Regions from separate parts of the Sus scrofa genome. Here region 1 is linked to region 2. Evidence: chromatin contacts called from public HiChIP or PLAC-seq data. All regions are on one chromosome and are shown on one strand. Each heading gives the region's core, a stretch centred on a gene start, on an enhancer-like site or on the middle of the called end of the contact. The rest is flanking DNA. Distances are from core to core; before and after follow the strand shown. Region 1 has its middle 72 kb from the start of ARRDC3. Region 2 overlaps ADGRV1 (G-protein coupled receptor 98).

Region 1 (4,028 bases), core at 860-3,359, 300 kb before region 2:
CTCTGTCTCTCCATGGACACACACCAAGGAGAGGACATATGAGGACATGACAAGACGATGGCCATTTGTCAACCAGGAAGAGTGCTCTCCCAGCACTGAATCTGCTGGCACCTTGATCTTGGATTTGAGCCACTCAGCCTATTGTATGCTGTATGGCAGAAGGAGCTGACTAAGACAACATATTATCCAAAGGCAGGAGAATTGTGAAGTTATTAATAACTACGGTTAAACACACAGAGACACCTACACACAGACACATAGGAAAATAAATGTCCTTCTGTGAAGGGAAGAGATAAATCAAGCAATGTGTATTTTTAAAAGCTGAAAGAATCAACAAAATAACATAGGATGAGCAGAGAGGAAAAAAATAAAGGATTTGGTATAAATCTAATTAGTCATATCAACAGAGAGAGGGTGCAGGTTGGTTTTGGTAAACACTGGGTGGTTTCGGAGCGTAACAAGGCACTGAGGTACTGTACTAATCACATTTGTTCTACACTGACCTTATAATAATTAAAAATTGATGCTTGAAACATAATACAGCTGTGCAATCATATTTAAACCTAATCATTTCATAGAGAGAGGAAAGTTGTACAAAAAGGTCAAAAACACTTTAATTTCATGATAGTAAATTTACTCTTTATTCCCAAAGTGAAAATGTCTAATTTCTAAAAGAGCAAACCAATAATTACTTATTATAAAGCTATTTTAGTCAATACTTAATTTCTCTATATTGATTAGTGTTTAGACATTTAAAATGTACCCTACAGCAAGAATATGTGTTTACAATACTATTCTCCCTACTGATGTTTGTAAGTATTACATGTATTGATCAAAGACATGTCTCAAAAATGCCAAACATAATAGTAATCATATAAAAAAAGAGTCTGACTCTCTTAAATCTGGAATTTAATTTTTAAATATTTGAATACTAGTGTGGTTAAAGGTCTCTATCATGATGGCTATTTGTGCATTATATACTTTAACGATGAGTGTTCGATTAAACTGTGCATTTTAAGTTCCACCCCCCTCCCAAAAGTAATAGAAAGAGATAATATAAAAATGATCAACTCTACCACTCACAACTGGAACAAAATGTTTCTTTTTATGTACTTCTGATTGTAAAATAAAGACTAGGATATTATTTCCCCCTTAACTTGCATTCTGCGTAACTTAGAGCTCCTTGCAATAAAACGAAATGATGCTTCATCAGGATGTTACTGGGAGTACCAAGGCAATTTACAAAGTTTCAATCATTAAGTCTGAGAACATCACTGTGAGGCAGGTATTAATATAACACTTCTCTCCTGAGGAGTTCGATGCACTTTACATAACTTGACTTTATTAACTCTTCCTTGAGCTGGGCAAAAAGGCTAAGATGTCTAACCATGTACCCCACTCACAATGCATGTAATAAAAACAGAAAAGATTATATATAGCCATATATTTTAAACTTGATTTTGCTTCTCATCTGAAATGATGACTAAAGATAAGAGCAATTGGCTGACCCAATACATTTGGCTTTTGTTATTATTGATTTTAAGCAGGTTTCAATTTCGTAAATTTGAAGTCAGAATTAAACACATAAAATATTTTTAATCCCATTAATTCATAAGCAATAATTGTTTCTAGAGATGGAAAATACATGAGTAACAATCAACTTTTCCCTTAATATACTAAAAACTACAAAAGCAGATTATGATCATAGGGCCAGGCATCACAACATTTTAAGTAAATCTATGCATTTCTTAGCAAGAGGGCAACTAAGTACACATGGAGACAGAAGGCAAATATAAAGTTCAGGACATAGAAACACTAATAATATCTAGCAGTGCTCACCAAATGTCAACCATTATTTTAAGAAAACTACATGGATTAACTCATTTAATCCTTGTGACAACTCTATGAGATGAGCGATATTATCCCCCATTTTATAGATGAGAAAACTGAGGCTCAGAAAGCTGAGCTTGCCCTAGGTCACTAAGCTACTAAGTGGCAGAGCTGGGATACAACCCAGGAAATATGATTGTAGAGTCATGTACTCAGCCAATGTTCTAGAAAGGAAGAAAAGCTGTCCTCAGCTGACCTAATCCATGGCATACCCCATCATAGTTTCAAGTCCATAATCTTTCTCCACTTCAATTGCAACATTTTCCTGCCTGCGTCAAGCTCACAATTACTGCAGAACAGCTGCTCAAGTTTGTGTACTGTGCTTTCAAATATGACACCAGTATTTAAAAAATGATCAAGGGAAGGTAGTATAGTATAGCTAGGAGTACAGATCTGGGTGTCAAACAGAATTTAAGAGGCTACCACTAGGCAAGCTACTTCTACCCAAGCTTCATAAAAATAGAGATACTTGAACTTTCCTTCTGGCACTGCAGTTAAAATTATACAGGCTAATGCTAGTGTTTAATACAGAGCCTCACTCAATAAGTGCTTGCTATTATTGTAAGTTAACATAAATTATTTGAGCCATTCTCAAAACTCTGCAATTCAGAATTAACACTGGATTTAGCACATCACAATACTGGTGGCAAATTACACTGAATCAATTCTTTTGTCAAATATATATTCTAGGCATTATGCATGATCTTATTTTATCCTCAGAACAAACCTAGAATTGAAGTGTGGATATGTCCAATTTAGATAGGAAAGAAGCTTAGAGATTTTACTTGTCCACTATCCCACCAAGAGTAACTAGATGATTAATCAGTTAGCTAGCTATATCTGATACACCAGAATGAAAACCAATAAGTGGAAAAGTTATTTGAAAAACTCTCCCTTCTCAAAATTGTGGAAGTGAAAAGTTCCTGGGCTAAATTCACCTGGTTTAACTTTCGCTGTACTTAGAGCAAGGTTACACCCAAAGAGAATAGTTAGAATAGAGATGCTAAAGAGGAAAATTACTGCCCCCAAAATATATCCTTCATGTACAGCATAGGACAGGTGCTTCAGCTACCTCTACCAAAGCCACTGAGACAAACAACAAGGGCTGAGGTTAGGGCAGGAGCTATTAGAGAGGACAGTCCAGAGCAGAAGCAGATAAGAACTCTGCACTCAGGGCTGGGGCTCCTGCCAGAGAGAGGCAAGACTGTGGTTCTACAAAGCACATTTGCCTCAAATTTGCCTTATCTGTACCCAAATATCCTATAGAGATCAGTGTCTGTTCTAGTCAGAGAAACCTGAAGAAAAATAGAAAATACATTATATTAGTCTTCTGCTGACCTACTCTGTGAATCTTGACCTACTGCTATTCTCTAAGTTGGAAATGCCTTAGTTATACAAAATAAAAATACCTCCTGCTGAAATAGGACACTATTTCCTCTTTCTTTCATAATGCAAGTGAAAAGTTTTTGTCATTTGCATAATATCCACCATACATAGAAAGAAAATTATTTTATCATTCTCACTTAAAGAACATGATTCAGAACTGGCTGCAATACATACTTCATTTCACAATGACTGAAAAAAAGCTTTAAATGAAAGAACAGAATTTCCTATTGCACTGGCCAACATACAGGCTAAGAAGAAGGATGTGGCAGATATAAAGTAATCAGATATAAAAAGAGACATGAGCTCAATGATAAGAATTTTTACACAAGTGTGGAAAGAATTGGAAAACAATTGACCCACATGTGAACAAGATATATAATTGAAAATATATTTATATTATCTCAGTAACATATAAGAACTTGCATTCCATTATCAATTAGCAGGCTGAGAACCTACTCTATTTCTTCCATGTTTAGAATACATGACCTCTCTGGATAACTTATTCTGGATTTTAACAATTGTTATATAAAGGGAAGGCTTTTTAATCTAACTTTCAATCACTCATATAATATGTTTGAAACACCTAGAATGATGCAAATCACACACGTTACTCCATAAACCTTTGTTGATGAGATGGTGATTTCAGTCTATGTCCCTTTCTCTGACCTTAGCGGAGGGAGACAGGAGAAATGCTGAGACAGAAACATTGGCCACAGGGTTAGAGATGAGAGCAAGCTGATAAGGGACAAACT
Region 2 (3,997 bases), core at 978-3,477:
AACAAAACAAAAAAACAAAACAAAAGCCTTGATTCATTAATGTTTGGTACCAGATAAAATTATATACACTTAAGTTTATAACTACATTTGAGTCTACATCGGGTTACTGATTTTATTTTCTTTTCTAGTTTTTTTATACCAATATCATGCCCTAATGATGACTGCCTTATCAAACTAACCACTTCTTTCACAATTTTTCTAAAATGCATGAACAAAATAGTATACTTCCTAGTATCAGTTTTTAGGTCACAATTATTAAGATGTGAAAAAAGAGGCATTCCTGTTGTGGCTCAGGGGTAACAAATCCAACTTGCTTCCCTGAGGACATGGGTTTGAATCCTGGCCCTGCTCAGTGGGTTACAGATCTGGTGTTTCCATGAGCTGTGGCATAGGTCACAGACATAGTTCAGATTCAGTGTTGCTGTGGCTGTGGCATAGGCCAGCAGCTGCAGCTCCAATTGGACCCCTAGCCTGGGAACTTCCATATGCCACAGGTGCAGCCCTAAATCGGCAGATATTTTAAAACCCTGTTCTGTGTACCACTGCGTGTCCACCAAATAAAATCCATCTGTAGGATGTCAGTGGAGACTTTGGTGTTAGTTCCACTAGGCCTAGAGATTCAAAGTTGACCAAGACAGGCCTCAGAGCTGAATGGTTCACTTTTGGGGCTCAGCTCAAATACCAGGACAGGCAGGAGTAAACAGGTTCTTCACTCTGCTCACTTAATACTTTCCTTACCAGCGCCTGCCACAGTGTACCCTTACACTGCCACAGTGTACCCAAGCTACTTGTTTGCTTGCTCTTTGAAGCATCAGCTCCTAGAGGGGCAGGGCTGTCATCTTCATCCTGTAGTCATGGCAGCACTGGCACACTGCCCTAGGAGCAGGGACCCAAACATAACTCATTATTGAGAGATGTCTCTATATCAACTTATAACAACTTGATTTCAAACTTTTAAGCTTCTTTCTTTGCCTCCCAAAATTGATATTATGCCTTGATTAGGCACTATGCTGTTAGATACAATCTCATTAATGACTCTGTCTCCTAAGAAGCAAAGTTAAATGTGTTTTGAGTCGTATTTCAGTTATGAGCTATAGCCCTCATATGTTTTTATACAGAGGTTTCTTGCAAGATGGTGGTCCAAACCAGGGCTGTTTAGGGATACCTTTGGCAAAGTCAGGAAATTGTTTTAGTCTAGGACAGCTCTTTTCACTCTGGAAAATAAGAAAAGTGAGTTCATTTGTTCCATGTGCTAATTTCAGGGTGCAAGTTTTTTCCATTTAACAAAAGGACTAAAAAAGTCAGCTTTAATTTTTGCTACAGTTATATAATTCCTAGTTATGCTACCCAAACATGCTCACAAAGCTATTTTAAACTAGGCATTGCCAGACTTGAAGGGTGTCAATCATTTTTCAGTGAACCAAAACACTAAGCACCAGACTTAAGGAATTGCTTGACCATCATTGTTATTTTTCTCCTCTGGAGCTGATCTAATTTCTAGACACAGTCCCAGTCCAAATATGTGCATATGCCCTGGATGGTTGCCATCTGCAAAGTTTATAAACATCAATTCTGTTGAAAAAGAAACATGTTTTTGTAGTTACTTAGGTGTTGTCAAAATGAAGGAGAATAAATATTTTATGTCTTCCCTATCTGTATAACCAGTAAGGTAGAAGCACAGCCATATTTCAAGCATTAACAACTTTTAACATAATCTTTATCCTTTTATTCCACAACGCTGTACACTGTTTTTGAAAGTGAGAATTCACCTACATGTAGACGCTTGATTCCTTTACGTTGAAACTCCATGCCTTGTGTTCATTAGGATACACATGTGCTGTAACCAAACAGTAAGGCTTACCTGCAGACTGTTGAAAATGACAAAGAGGACCAGCATCCAGAAGTGTCTGTAAGCCATGTGCAGGCCTCCCCAAAGCCATGTCATCGAAATGAGGGCAAAGAGATACAAAACCAGTGGAATTTCTAGACACCATTTAAAAAAAGAAGGAAGAAAAAAAGATTTTTTGAACTTCAGAATACTGCATAATCATACAGATACAAAAAATTATTTTTAGCTCCTTTCTGGAGATACTTTCTGCACCTAAGTACCCATTTTGAAAGAACAACCTTGGAAATCCCATTCTTACGCCAGAGAACAGAAGGCGCATTGCTGAGTCCACATTCCTTCTGTTTTGCTGGTAGGTAGGGGGATGGAGAAGGATGAGAACTGTTCCTCTCCTAGACTACCACCTGCTGGACAGTTCAGGAAGTGCCATGAACAACTGCAGAGATGGCAATCACATTTCAATCCTGGGGAAAACTGAGGATATAAATCTCCTTAATAGAAGATCTCTACTAGAAAACAGTAGGCACAGTGTGTTCCCAACATTACTGTAGTCCAGTTCAACATTTTAAAACATTAATGACAAAACGGGTTTGTATATAATGGAAAAATATGTATTTATCTCTTTTTTTTTTTCCTGAGTAGACACCAAATTTTACAGCTACGGTTAAGAGCAAAGATGAAGTAACGGATTACTACTGTCAACACCAAGCCTCTTCTATGCCTTATTTTATCATGCAATTTGTTGTAACAGTTTCCAGAACAGATTTCTTCAGGGCCAAAAGACTTCGTTACCCTTTCTACTTCCTTTTGATATTTGGGATTCACAGCAAAAATTTTAAAGAGGGGTTATTTAAATGGCAAGCTACATAATATCTGGAGAGTGAATTAGATCTTAGTAGCTACAAATAAACACATTTTCAAGCTACAGAAAGACATCAGGATGGAATCACTAACTCTTATGACAAACTTCAAGGTCCCTACACACTCTCCATTATCGATTAATGCCTAAAATATACATGCCCTGTGGAAATTTGAAGTTATTTACAACTTTATCAAATTTAACATTTTATTTTGAAACAATCTCAAACTTGCAGAAGAGTTGCATGTATGACAACAAAGTTATTTTTTTTTCCTGAACCATTTGAAAGTTGCCAACCTGATCCCCCATACCCTTTAAACATTGTAATATGCATTTTCTACTAAGATATTCTCCCACATAAACACAATACAACCATCAAATCAGAAAATAAACACATGTTATGACCATCCTCAGATCCTATTCATGATCTGTCAATCATTCCAATGATTTCCTCTGTAGAAGAATCCAGTTGGCATTCTCTACAGTCTGCTTTAATCCAAAACACTTCCTTTGAGTGTCCTTGGCTTTCATGACTCTGGCATTTTTGAAGGTTACCAGCCAGTTTGTCTTGTAGAATATCCTTAAATTTGAGTTTGATCTTTTCTCATGCTTTACATGACAAATTTTGCCAGAAATCACAGAAATGATGCCGAGTTCATTCTTTTTACATCTTTCTAGTGGTTGGCACAAGAATTCAATTTGCCCCATTACCAGGGATATTCATTTTTGGTCATTTTGATTAAGGTAGTGGCTGTATGAATTCTCCACTGCAAAGTCAGTCTTTTACCATTGTAATGAATATGTACCTTGTATGGCATTACTTTGAAACTAGGTAAACATCCTTTCACTTATCAAATATTTGACTTATTCATTTATTTCTATAATAAGACTCAGAGACTCTTACTGTATAATGGGTTATCTATTACCACTATTTATTTTGTTTTTTTGTTTTTTGGCTGTCCTGTGGCTTATGGAGTTCCAAAGGGCCAGGGATCAAATCTGAGCTGGATTTGCAACCTACGCCACAGCTGTGGCAATGCTGGATACTTAACCCACTGCACTGGGCCAGGAATCGAACCCACATCCCTGCTGCTGCAGAGACACCATAGTTCCCATTGTGCCATAGCAGGAACTCCACTACATCTATTTTGATGTACATGATATCCTAAGTCTGATTAGTAGAAGCCCCTTCAAGAAGGTTTCTGTCACTTCTGTTACATCCTCATCATTCTATGAGCACTTTCTTGCTTTCTGGCCCAACGAGATGTTTCAATCTCATCTTGTACTTTCCC

What was found. HiChIP or PLAC-seq counts read pairs in DNA pulled down with a chosen protein or histone mark.
Region 1: an H3K27ac HiChIP or PLAC-seq map of alveolar macrophages shows a contact between it and region 2. The contact joins two enhancer-like sites. A contact is called at or near these places in 1 of 47 Hi-C or Micro-C datasets (epiblast stem cells) and 1 of 2 datasets of contacts at active chromatin or transcription factors (alveolar macrophages).

Annotation. Positions count from the first base shown.
Region 1 is chr2:98,514,687-98,518,714 of Sscrofa11.1, reverse strand. No RefSeq gene overlaps it. Among named protein-coding and RNA genes, the nearest start is that of ARRDC3, 72 kb to the right of the region's middle. Within about 2 kb of position 2,109, at least 2 of the 83 cell types and tissues checked have an H3K27ac peak or open chromatin away from gene starts, as enhancers often do. A contact at or near this core is called in alveolar macrophages, where this site is marked.
Region 2 is chr2:98,211,506-98,215,502 of Sscrofa11.1, reverse strand. It overlaps ADGRV1 (G-protein coupled receptor 98), which reads right to left. Exons shown (of 91, transcript XM_021085372.1): 88 at 1,862-1,983. Among named protein-coding and RNA genes, the nearest start is that of ARRDC3, 230 kb to the left of the region's middle. Within about 2 kb of position 2,227, at least 8 of the 83 cell types and tissues checked have an H3K27ac peak or open chromatin away from gene starts, as enhancers often do. A contact at or near this core is called in alveolar macrophages, where this site is marked.